2 separate regions of the Hordeum vulgare genome follow, and region 2 is linked to region 1. A link is a contact called in public Hi-C data. All regions are on one chromosome and are shown on one strand. Each heading gives the region's core, a stretch centred on a gene start, on an enhancer-like site or on the middle of the called end of the contact. The rest is flanking DNA. Distances are from core to core; before and after follow the strand shown. Region 1 has its middle 37 kb from the start of LOC123410209. Region 2 holds the start of LOC123433416 (NAD-dependent malic enzyme 59 kDa isoform, mitochondrial).

The links. A called contact is a pair of places that touch in the nucleus more often than the background predicts.
Region 2: a Hi-C map of leaf shows a contact between it and region 1, with 4 times the contacts expected there. The contact joins the promoter of LOC123433416 here to the enhancer-like site in region 1. A contact is called at or near these places in 3 of 6 Hi-C or Micro-C datasets (leaf and an unstated tissue).

What each region holds. Positions count from the first base shown.
Region 1 is chr1H:315,890,977-315,896,611 of MorexV3_pseudomolecules_assembly, reverse strand. No RefSeq gene overlaps it. Among protein-coding and RNA genes, the nearest start is that of LOC123410209, 37 kb to the right of the region's middle. Within about 2 kb of position 3,786, at least 1 of the 3 cell types and tissues checked has open chromatin away from gene starts, as enhancers often do. A contact at or near this core is called in leaf, where this site is marked.
Region 2 is chr1H:316,150,765-316,156,439 of MorexV3_pseudomolecules_assembly, reverse strand. LOC123433416 (NAD-dependent malic enzyme 59 kDa isoform, mitochondrial) reads right to left here and starts at 3,282. Exons shown (of 19, transcript XM_045115454.1): 1 at 2,960-3,282; 2 at 2,759-2,855; 3 at 2,499-2,617; 4 at 2,214-2,381; 5 at 1,792-1,920; 6 at 1,644-1,704; 7 at 1,329-1,432; 8 at 1,172-1,255; 9 at 966-1,072; 10 at 743-857; 11 at 484-597; 12 at 317-382. The coding sequence starts at 3,112.

The DNA of each region.
Region 1 (5,635 bases), core at 2,537-5,036:
AGAATGCTCAATGGGCGTTAATGGATGAGAGAGAGAGGCAATAGATAGGTGGGAGGTGGAAGAACCACCCCCTTTTATAGTCTCCTCCAAATTCAATCGTCATGTGCAAAAAAACATGCGATCGGTACAATCGATGCAAGCATCGGCACAGCCAGATTTTACGGGCACCCTAGCTACAGGGCATATGGTGGTACAACCATAGGTGGCACCATTAGTAAAGTTGAGATGAACTCAGAGGAAACTACTGGACCACCACCGCCAAGTACCACACTGGTACCCGAATGGTGGCCACCCAGTGACGGTACTAGGCCGATATTTGGTGTGATACAACTACCATGTACAGACAGTGGTGGTGGCTAAGTCTTGAGCGCTACAACCGTTCCAGAACCACCTATAGTACCGGTTGCCAAAGCCTTCCAGGAATTATAGGTAAACTACCGCCAAGTACCGCAATGGTACCCGAAAGGTGGTCACCATTTAGCGATACTAGAGCGGTACTAGGGCCGTTATAACCGCCCCATAGTCTTCTCGGTGGAGGCTAAGTCTCAGGCGATACAACCACTCTGCACCCACCTAGAGCACTACAACCAGAGGGATTCACCCCTCTAGCGTTAGTTGCACCGGAAGTACCAGACATGCTGGTACAACCGGTCTAGCAACCGGTCAATTGTGGATATGTAGGGTTTGCCATACGCACACCTATATAGGGTTGGCTTGCCGGGTAACCCAGCCCGTTACAATGGCGGAGAACTCCTTTTGCTTGTTGGAGGCCATGGTCGCTCCAATGCTGGAGAACTACTTCTTGTGCTCACCGGAGGCCATGACGGGTTTGTACAAGGGGAGATGGTGAGAGTGAAGGTGGGGTGTCGTTCTTGCCCGGTGCCTGAACACGTTTATATAGCGGGTGCGTCGAGACAGATCGACAGACTCACATAGAACCGCGTTGGATGCAAAACACTACTAATCAACAAGCCATCAAACCTAACCATGAAAGGATTTATGCTAATAAAATGAGCCTAATATAACAAAAATCTGAATTTTTTTACATGAGCCCTATAAACCGAAAAGTAGGGAGTAGCATGCATGGGTGGGCTCGCAGATTCTAGGCTGCATGACTATATCAAGATTGGGAAACTTGTACATGTGTAGGGCTAAATTATTGCATGCACGTAACTTTTAGCGTTGACTATAGGACCCATTCATCCCACTTCTCATGCTTGTTCTTTTGACTTCTAAATTTCAATCTATTCTTTGAGCTAAAAGTCCATTTTTTTTGGCATATTCATGATTGGTGCTACGAGGCCTCTAAAACATGATCACCCTTGAATAGATTTTGACAAGTTTTAAAAACTACATCAAGTTTCAAATACTAAAACTCGGTAGAGATGAATGATAAATTCATCAAGTTCAAAAAATAAAACTAAAACATAAATCTGAGCCCTAAGCCCTAAACACAAAAAGCAAATGGAACTTGGTGAAGGTTGATAAAAAACTTAATAATACTAATATCAAGTTTTATATTTGAAACTTAATATGTTTGAAAAGTTGTATTCAAGAGTGGTCTTGTTCGTAAATTATGGTCGCAATGAACACAAATATGGAATCAAAAATCAATTGGGACTTCGGGTTGAAAAGATAAATAAATTCAAATTTGTAGATGAAATGAAAAATTATATGAGATGGGGTGGATGTAGCATGCAACTCCGCTAAAAACATGCACCTTTGCCCCCCAACCACATCCACACACACGAGTAATCAAGGGTACCTCCGCCCGTGCATGCTGCTACAAATTTCTCAGACCTAGCCCCAAAGCAAAACTTAGGAATATCATAAAAAATATTTGTTTTTACAATAATTAAAACTATAATTCTATTTTAGGAAATTTTAATATATGCCATCATCCTTCGTTGGGCTCGCATGGGCTGAAGAGGCCTTTTTTGTCTCATTTTGCGCTGAAGATCACTCTTGGGTCACGCAAAGCCGAAGAGTGGGTCTTCGATTCGAGGAAGGCCGGAGAGTTTCGTGCACATCCACCCTGTCCTATACACCACAACTCCTTCTAGTCAAACTTTCGCATCACTAGAATCGTATTGGTGAGTATAATTCCTTGAGATGAAGAAGAGCTTGAACTGTGCATTGTAGAGAATGAATTTTGCCTTTCAATCTACACTGATCACTGCAAGCCTACATCGCCCTTGGTCAGAAATTTTTCAATTTATCACACACATGTACTCATCTGGATGCCACTAATATCCTAGACATTACCACTTGTTATATTGTGATTATTGCCGAAGTTGGCAACATCCGGTTCACATCCGCGAATGGCAAGGGTCATGGTGCGTGCGGCGATTGACATTAATAGAAGGACTAATAATGTCTGTGAGGTTGGCAACATCTAGATGTGTAGATGTGTGTGAGTAATTGAAATGTTTCTCATGGAGCGCGACGTAGGCTTGCGATGGTGGGCGTAGGCCAACTTCGCAATAATAACAATATAACAAGGGGTAATGTTTAGGATATTGATGGCACCTACAACTAATCTTGTTTTAGCCCTCCATATGTACAGTTTAAAATATTCTTCATTTGAATGAAATTGTGTCATCAAAACAGTCCCGTCAGCACGATGGTTTGACAAGTGGAGCCCCAAATCAAATGTTTTTTACGTGAGACAATGTAGATAGTAGCCTTTTTAATCATCAGGTGAAAAGAGCCTCACTTTTCGGTCATTATATGAACAAAGAGAGCTCTTCGGTCCAAACGGGATGAAAAGCGTCTTCGGCACATGCGAGGACGAAGAGTCATTTTTCAGTCCACACGAGGATGGAGAGGACCTCTTCGGCCCAACAGAGGACGAGGAGGCATATATTTGAAATTCACTATATTGGAAGTGTAGTTTCGAAGTTTTGTATTTCTTTTTAAAAAAAAAAAAAAAATCTCACGTGCCACTTTGTTAGCCATTCTGCTAATCTTTCCTGGGGAGAAGCTCTGTAAACGACTGATGATCCCAAAAGCTTCCTTCTTGAAATGAAGAGAGGGAAAATTTATTGCGCATAACTGGTGAGGGTGATTTGGGGACGCTGCTGCCGGCGACTAACCGGAGTCGTTTTCCTGCGTGGACCAAGGCACGCGTACCGTACGTGAATCGTGCGCGACCATTCTAAACAAGCTCCACTCATGGAAGATCTTCTTCTTCTTGATTCGCATAGTAGAGTGGAGTCAGTCGTTAAAGACCGTGACACTCCGTCATGCCACCACGAATTACAGGAACACATTCAGTAACAGGCAGGGGCAGGATCCAGTGGGGAAACGGAAGAGATCGTCGCGGATACAAAAAGCCAGATGCTTGTCGCCGCCCGGTCGTTACGCGGCACCAGCGATGACATTACCAACGCATTACTGTAGTACTGTACAGCACAGTTCCGTGTATTTGCTTCCGAAATGGAAATCAGTGTCAACTCCTGTCTGTTTGACGTGATATTTGATTAACAATAAGAATGTGATATTTTTAAACGTCCGAACCTGGACCAAACCAAATATATGAAGGATTTAAGACGTAAACTAGCTGCCGGGGTCTGGAAGGGGCGTCAGGCCAGGATTAATTAGCGTGCAATTCGGTAAGCAGTTGGATTGTTACCAATATAGATTGAAGAGAATCTGAGTATTTTGAGCATGAGTTTCTCTACTTGGCACAAGAGAACGAAACGGCATCTCATTGTGAAAACACTTGACTGACTGAACCGGTGTGGACGAGTCTCTGTCAGTCAGCTCCTCATCGTTCCTCACCGGAAACACGCCATTTCCCGCGCGCTGCGCCAGAGTCAGGTATCGCTATCGGAGGCCTGCTTCTGATTGGAACATTATTCATTCTCGGGACAAAAAATGTGGAAGTTTCATCCCCAAAACGAGTGCAGTTCTCTTTCGAAAAAAACACTTTGTTAACTTTGAGAAGTCCTGCCTGTTTTCCTTGCCGAAGTCTATCTGGTCTTCCGGTCACGAGTTTTCCAAATTCCAAGCTCGAGCCGTTTCCAGAGCCCACATACAAGGAGGTCAAATCCTACGCATTACTTGGAGTAAGGGCTCCTTTGATTCAAAGAATTCTATAGGATTTTTAGAGGATTGAAATCCTTAGGAATTTTTCCTACATTGATCCTTTGATTCATAGGATTGGATCCATAGGATTTTTTCCTATGAAATCTTTTGTACTACATTCATAGGAAATCTAACATCCATTTCAACCCCTTTTTACAATTCCTTTGTTTTTCCTATGGCATCAAACACTCCTTGTTAATCATATAGGATTCAAATGGACATGCCACTCCAACCCTCTACTTTTCCTATTCCCGTGTTTTCAAAATCCTGCGAATTAAAGAGGCCCTAAATAAGTACGGCGTGCTACAATCTAGGAAGACATGGAGACTTCTGTAACCCTCAATTTGTTTTTGCTTATGTTCCTTCAGGCCTCGTTTGGCACGAAAAATTTCGAAAGGGTCAGAAACCCCATAGAACCTTGAACGTCCATTTGATAAGAGGGGTTTGCTTAGCCGAATCCTTTTCGTTCCCCTTCAATCCTTTTTTATCCATGTGTTTCAGGATCCACCTCGAGAAACTGATGAAAGCAAAACCCTAAAAATTTAAAAGGATTGGGTGAAAAGAAGGGATTCATCAAATCCTCTTCTTCCTAAACTTCCACAATCCACTTCTATCAAACAAAGCCTCAGGATGGTTGAGGGTCGTGGTGGTGGTGGTAGTAGTAGTTTCGTTCAAGCCGGTGAGACGACGGCTGGTATATTATCCTTATATTTTATAACGACTTGAGCTGGTCAGACACTCATACGGTCATGCATGTGCATCCCTACCTGAATGCTACCTTGGTGTCACGATCGACGACTGGTGAATTCTAATTTTCTATGTCGTTTCTTTGAGAGTACAGAGAAGAAAAAAAACGTACAACTCTCGCTGCTGCTACTACTACTAGTCTGCAAGCAAGTTTAGGCAATTCGCAGGTTCTTTCCAAGCATGGGCTCACTGGAAAAGGCACAAGGATTCACCCGAAACTGCAACGCTACTACGTAGTAGTACTACCCGATCTACAAATCGTGCTGATTTGCAGGGAATTTGCAAGCAGGAAAACGGTAGCGATGGATAGACTGTAATCCAAGGAGACGTGTTTACAGACAACAGAGTCGGTCACCTCCTACAACTGGACTGAAAAATGACCAGCCGGCAACCAGCAGAAAGGGCTGCAGCTTTGCACTGAAACTAGAGTGCGGTATCCTATCTGCATCTTCTATCGTTACCCGGTACAGTGCGGTGAAGTGCGGTACCATATCATATCCTTCCACCTATTTCATTCGCACACGTCTGTTTAGGTCAAAACGTACATAAAAATTGGAACAACGTGTCGATTCAAACGGACGTGCGTCCGCTTTTCTTTCATCCCGACTCATTTCCAGCAGAAATTTGAGCCTCATTTTCGTTGACCCGGACACGAGGGACGGACGCATGCGATGCCTGCCTACTCCTTCCGTGGTCCGCTAGCCAATGGCACACTGGTCATTCTTTTTCTTCCCCATCGACAACGACCCCCGCCCACCCCCGCCCCACGCCGCTGACGCCCCGGTGTCAGTGCCCTCGT
Region 2 (5,675 bases), core at 2,033-4,532, 260 kb before region 1:
TTTGTAAGGTCAACTGGAACTTCTTGGCACAAATGTTCTACCTCAAGGTGTTCATCACACATAGCTGGGCACAATAAATCTCTAGTATTATGAGAGTGTATTTATCAATACATTCAAGTATTTTTAGATAAGGGAATCGGGATAGGGCGTTCACAGTCCTTTACTAAGCTTAAAATGGACTACCTGCTGCTACAAACAAGAACCTGGTATGAGGGTCCATAGGACTGGACAGGTAAAAAGGGGGAAATAAATAGAAGAAACACCATCAGCTTCCAGCAGTGATGAGATAATAAGATTACACAACGATGGAGCTTACCTCCTCGTTAAATATCCCGCCAACTCCAGATAGTCCTAAAAGAACATGAGGCCTCACTTTCTTGACCTGACAATGAGCTGAATTAGTTCAACTACAGAAGGAGTTGGAAGTCTTTTCTGCTAATAATATTGATTAAGAATGAACAAAGAACATCAAAGTTTAAATACCACTTCAACAAGACTAGCCCCCTCATGGAGATCTTCGACCTCTTCAGGACCGTAACCTCTAGCAAAACGAGCAACGGCTGGATCCAGATCCTTTCTACTTTTGGTAATAAGGCCCTGCATGGTACAGCATAACAGTCGCACATAAATAACCAACCTATTGCAACCAGGACTTAGCATGAAAGTGGAAATTGAATACATATGACACGCAAACTGGTAAAAAGCATGAAACAATGTGTTTGATTGGATAAATTAAACTTACATCTTTGTCCAGAACCCAGAATTGATTGTGTCCTTCGCCGAGTTCTCCAATTTTATGGGTCCCTGGCATCCTTAGCATTGCATGTTTAGCCATGTTAAGCACACCTATCCCAGCACTGGATTCTGAAGAGGTGTTAGAATGGACAAAACAGAATTTTGACGAGCAATAGTTTATATGCAATAGGCTGAGGTAATTGTACAAGCATGTCAAACGTATCACGGACCTTCCAGCTCCCACCACAACTATCTTCTGCTTAGTAAAATCTGCGAGGGGTCGACCTTGTGCTCTAACAGCTCCAAGTAGACCAGCTAGAGCAACTCCTGCTGTCCCCTATCGAATATGAAGGCCCCAAGAAATGATGAATTAAAACTGAAATAAACAAAAGAGTGCTAATAACTTACAGAAAACAAAGTTGGGGAATCAAAGTACCTGCACATCATCATTGAACATGCAAAATCGGCTCCGATACCTCTGAAGAGTTTCAAATGCCCATTTCATTTGGAAGTCTTCAAACTGAAATTTCACCACTTCAGCAATGGAGCATCATTGACTTAGCAACCAAAGTATGACTGCAGCACACACGTACCTGCACAATTGCTTTAGGCCACCGTGCATGAACAGCTTCCATGAACTCATCTACAACAGCCAAGTATTCCTCTCCTTCCAACCTAGGTTGCCTCAATCCTAAATCTAAGAAAATATTCACTTAATAAGCAACACTATGATGCAGGCATTTACTCCAAACAGTAAGAGTTTCTACTTTGTTTCCTTATAAAGAAGAATGAGTAGAACTTCAAGTTAATCTGAGTATGCTGACTATGCTCAACTGTGCTTGTCACAAAACTAGATAAAAAAACATTTTATAATGTTTCAGAAGTTGTGTTTAATGCATCTTACGCACATAGCTTGTCTTCAAGGAGTTTTTCATTATTTGTTCCCACGTCAAGCATTATTGGGAGAACCTGCAAGGAGAATGGACAAATATAAAAAGGGGGGGTGCCATTAACTGATGTTCTTTCTATGTTCCAAAAAAGTAGCAAATCACATACCTTCTGTGGGTTGATACCAGCAGCTGCAACATAAACATCAAGTTTACCAATAGGTATGCCTATGCCCTGAACTCCAAGATCACCTAAACCTAGAATGCGACTCCCATCAGTCACAACTATCATGTCAACCTGAAATAAGCAACGAAGAAAGTTCAGTACAGGTACATAACTCTGGAAACCCACTAATATTATTGTGTAGCAATTCAGATGGATATAGCTACAGACTGGCTTTTAAAAAAGGGTAAACAACTAGAGAACAAATTAGTGTTCCATTGATATTGATAGGACGCCAGCTAAAATTTCCATATTGATATTATACTGCATTCATAAAACCGCTACCTGGAATAACCTGAACCTCCTGTGTCCAACTACATTGGTAGCAAAAAATATATAAATCAAGTTCCCGAAATAGTCAAGTGTACCTTCTCTGCTGGCCAGTTGTAAATCATCGACATCATCTCCCCTTTATCCTTTGCACTGAAGTACATCCCGCGGGGACGCCTGAACAGCCCGCTGTAGTTTTCGCAGACCAAGCCCACAGTAGGGGTGTATATGATGGGCGCAAAATCCTTGATGTTGTCAATTAGCACCTGCAGCAGAAACAGACCATAGCACCACACACACACACACACATCAAACACCTCCTTGCGGTGACTAAAAAGACACGCGCATGCCAACCAATGGGAAGTGTGACAGTGGGAGTTCACCCTGTAGTACAACGTCTCGTTCCGGTCGTGCAGCCTGTTAAGGATCCTCCACTTGGCCAGCGAGACCACGGAATCGGGCTCCCCCTGCGTGTTGTGCTCCAGCGAATGGTACGAGTTTACTGCGACACGGAGCGCTCGCGACATTAGCGACCAAAAAGATAGGCGTGATCTCGGGAGGGATACATACGGCCGGTGGGGCTAGCGTGAACAATACAATGACGCGACAGTGCGAGTGAGGGTGTGGGGGCTAGACGACTCACTGAAGCGCTCGTACTGCTGCTCGAAGGACATGACCCGCGGCGGGAGCAGGCCCCGGAGGCCGAGGCGGTCGCGCTCCGTGAGGGGGAACGCCGTGTCCTGCGCGAAACGAAAATCGAAGTGAAATCGGAAACCGCCAAGGCGCGCGCGGATGGCGGGATCGAGGGAGGGGCGGCGAGGCGGGGCGGGGCGGGGGCGGGTACCTTGTTGTACCAGGGGTCGTGGAGGATGTCGGTGCCGCGCTTGTGCACGATGCAGGGGCCGCGCACGGCGGCGCCGGCGCCCGCCGAGGGGGCGGACGTGGACAGGAGCCGCCGGATCTGCGCCGACCGCCGGGCCGCCGCATGGCGCCACATCACGTACGCTGGGTCAGCCGCGGCGCCGCTCGCGGTCCGTCGGTCGGTACGGTGATCGGGGCGGGGAGAAGACTGTGTTGGTGGTGCGTGAGGTGAGACCGAGCTTCTCGGAGGCGAAGCGAGAAAGAGAGAGAGAGAGAGGGAGATTTCAAGGGGAGTGGAATGCGTCGTCGCCGCGTGGTGCGGGCACTCGCGGTGAGGACACAGGACAGGAGGGCCCGGGTGCGACGTGCGATGCCGCGCCAGCTGGTCGTGCTGGCTGGCTTTGCTGCTACGGGGGCGGTGAGGGTCGCGCGCGGAGCAGCGGACGCGGGGCGGGACGCGGCTCTACTAGTGAAGGCGCTGTCGCGACTTTCGGGCAACGAGAAGAGGAATTTGCTGAGCACACGCGGTGGCGGTGCGGATCTCTCTCCTTTGCGCCTGCCTCATGTCAACTTTATTTTTCTCTGCGGGGGCGGGGATGCTTGATGTCAACCGGGGTGGTGCGAATGTGCATGTCGAGCGCCGCAGCTTTGCTATAGTTGCGACGGATTTAGGCCAGCGAACCCACGGACGCTTTGCACGCGCACGCTATTCTGCTTTGCATGCACGCGCACACGCAAATGTGCGACGTGTTACGCCGATGTTTGTATAATTGTACTGTAGTATTTGGGTAAGAAGAAACAACCAAAGACGTGTTTGCGCCAGACTACTAGGGCGAGGAGAATGGGTGGTCGGAGCGGCTGCGTGCCGGGCTGACACGAATCAGATGCGTTTGCGAGAAACTGTTCGGAACCGTTCGCGCGCCGATTCGGAAAGGCCCCGCCGACCCGACCCCAAATCTGCGCTAGTAGCGCCTAGAACTGCGCTTTCAGCCCTTCTTTCTTTTTTTTGTCCTCGGACTCTCAGTGTTGCTAAATTTCGTGTTTTGATTGTTTTTGCCGAAGTAAATTAAAATCAGGCTTTACTCCTAAATCCTCATCAGGAACATAATTCTCATCTTCATCATATTTGTCAAATTCCTCGTCGGGCAACTTGGTCTTACGAATGTAACTGTGCAACGACATACAAGCAATAATAATCTTTTTTGCCTACGAGAGTTGAAATTGGGTACCCTTCAAGATGCCCCATTTAGCTTCGAGCACTCCAAATGATCGTTCAACAACATTTCTAAGTGAAGAATGCGCATGATTATACACCTCATATTTTTTCACCGGTTTTCTTTCATTATGAAATTCTGGGACATGGTGTATTTGACCTTTATAAGGAGCAAGATATCCTCCATGGTTTGGATTTCCGGAATCGACGAAGTAATATTTTCCTATAAAAAGAGAACCAACATTGTTCTGCATGGTTGTTGAGAAGCAAGTAAAGGCAGGTATGTAATGCTCAACAATAAATATTAGTACCTCATAGGAGTGTAGGAAACCTATGTGCATACCTGACCAAGCTATCATTTAAGATTCTTGTGGCATGTGCTGAACCGGGCCAACCAGCAATAACAAAAGAAACTAAGATTGCAATCTGGATATTGCGAATATAAAAGGAAATATTTATTGATGAAAGTGGGGTTCTGTGACGCCTTTGTCTGGTCGTGGAACACAAACAAAGAACGCGAAGTTGTAGCTATGGCAAACTTGTAATCTAAACAAAAACCCCGTCTAAACGACGCCCTAAGGGCTATATATATGGGGGAATAGAGGAGGAACTTCGTGACCCCTTGTAGGAGGGGTCCAAAACCGACCCTAACTCCGTTTTTTCACACATGCGGACTCTAAAAATAGCCTATAATATGGTATTTAAAAATTACATGGGCCTGGCCCAAAAATAACTTGGCGCAACACCTATAATAGCCTATGGATAAATTTTATAAAGTGACGTCTTGAATATTTCGTCCAAGCCTTCATGCTCTCCTTATGGTGGCTTCAAAGTGCGAAAATCACGAGTGGAAGCTCCATTGTTCTTTCCCGCACGTGCACCTTCTTCTCCATGCTTGATCCCGCTCCAACGAATATCCTCCTTATCCATGCTAGGTCCTCCATTCATAAGTACAACAAAAGTATCTAACTTAGGCAGCATCGTATGTTCATGAATTATGTGCTTGGTCGAAAGGCACACGTCGCGCTCGTCCCACAAAATTCGGGCCTCGTTGCTGTCGTTGTTGTTGTTGTTGGAGAGAGGCGGAAGCTACAGCGGGTGGTGGTAGACGAGCAAGCACCTCACTAAACTTGGTGTCCATCTTGGTGTCGAATGTTCTCTCCAGACCATCTAGTTTCTCCATGGCCTTTTCAAGGCTGGTCACGAAGTCTTGCTCCTGGTCAGCCATCATTTGCTGAAATTTATCATGGAGTTCCCGATTGGTCAGGCTCTCCCAGTCCATCAAGTCGTCTTGTGATCCTAGCATGGTTAGCAGCAATAGGAACATAGATGAATATGAACCTACGGGCTACTAGGAAGTGGTGGTGGTGGTGGTGTGTCACTAACCGTCAAGCAAATCTCAAATCCTTACTAGTTGTTACCCAGCAGGAGGTGGTTATCGACAACCGGTGTAGTCAAAACTCTCAAAACTTGGATAGAGCAAATT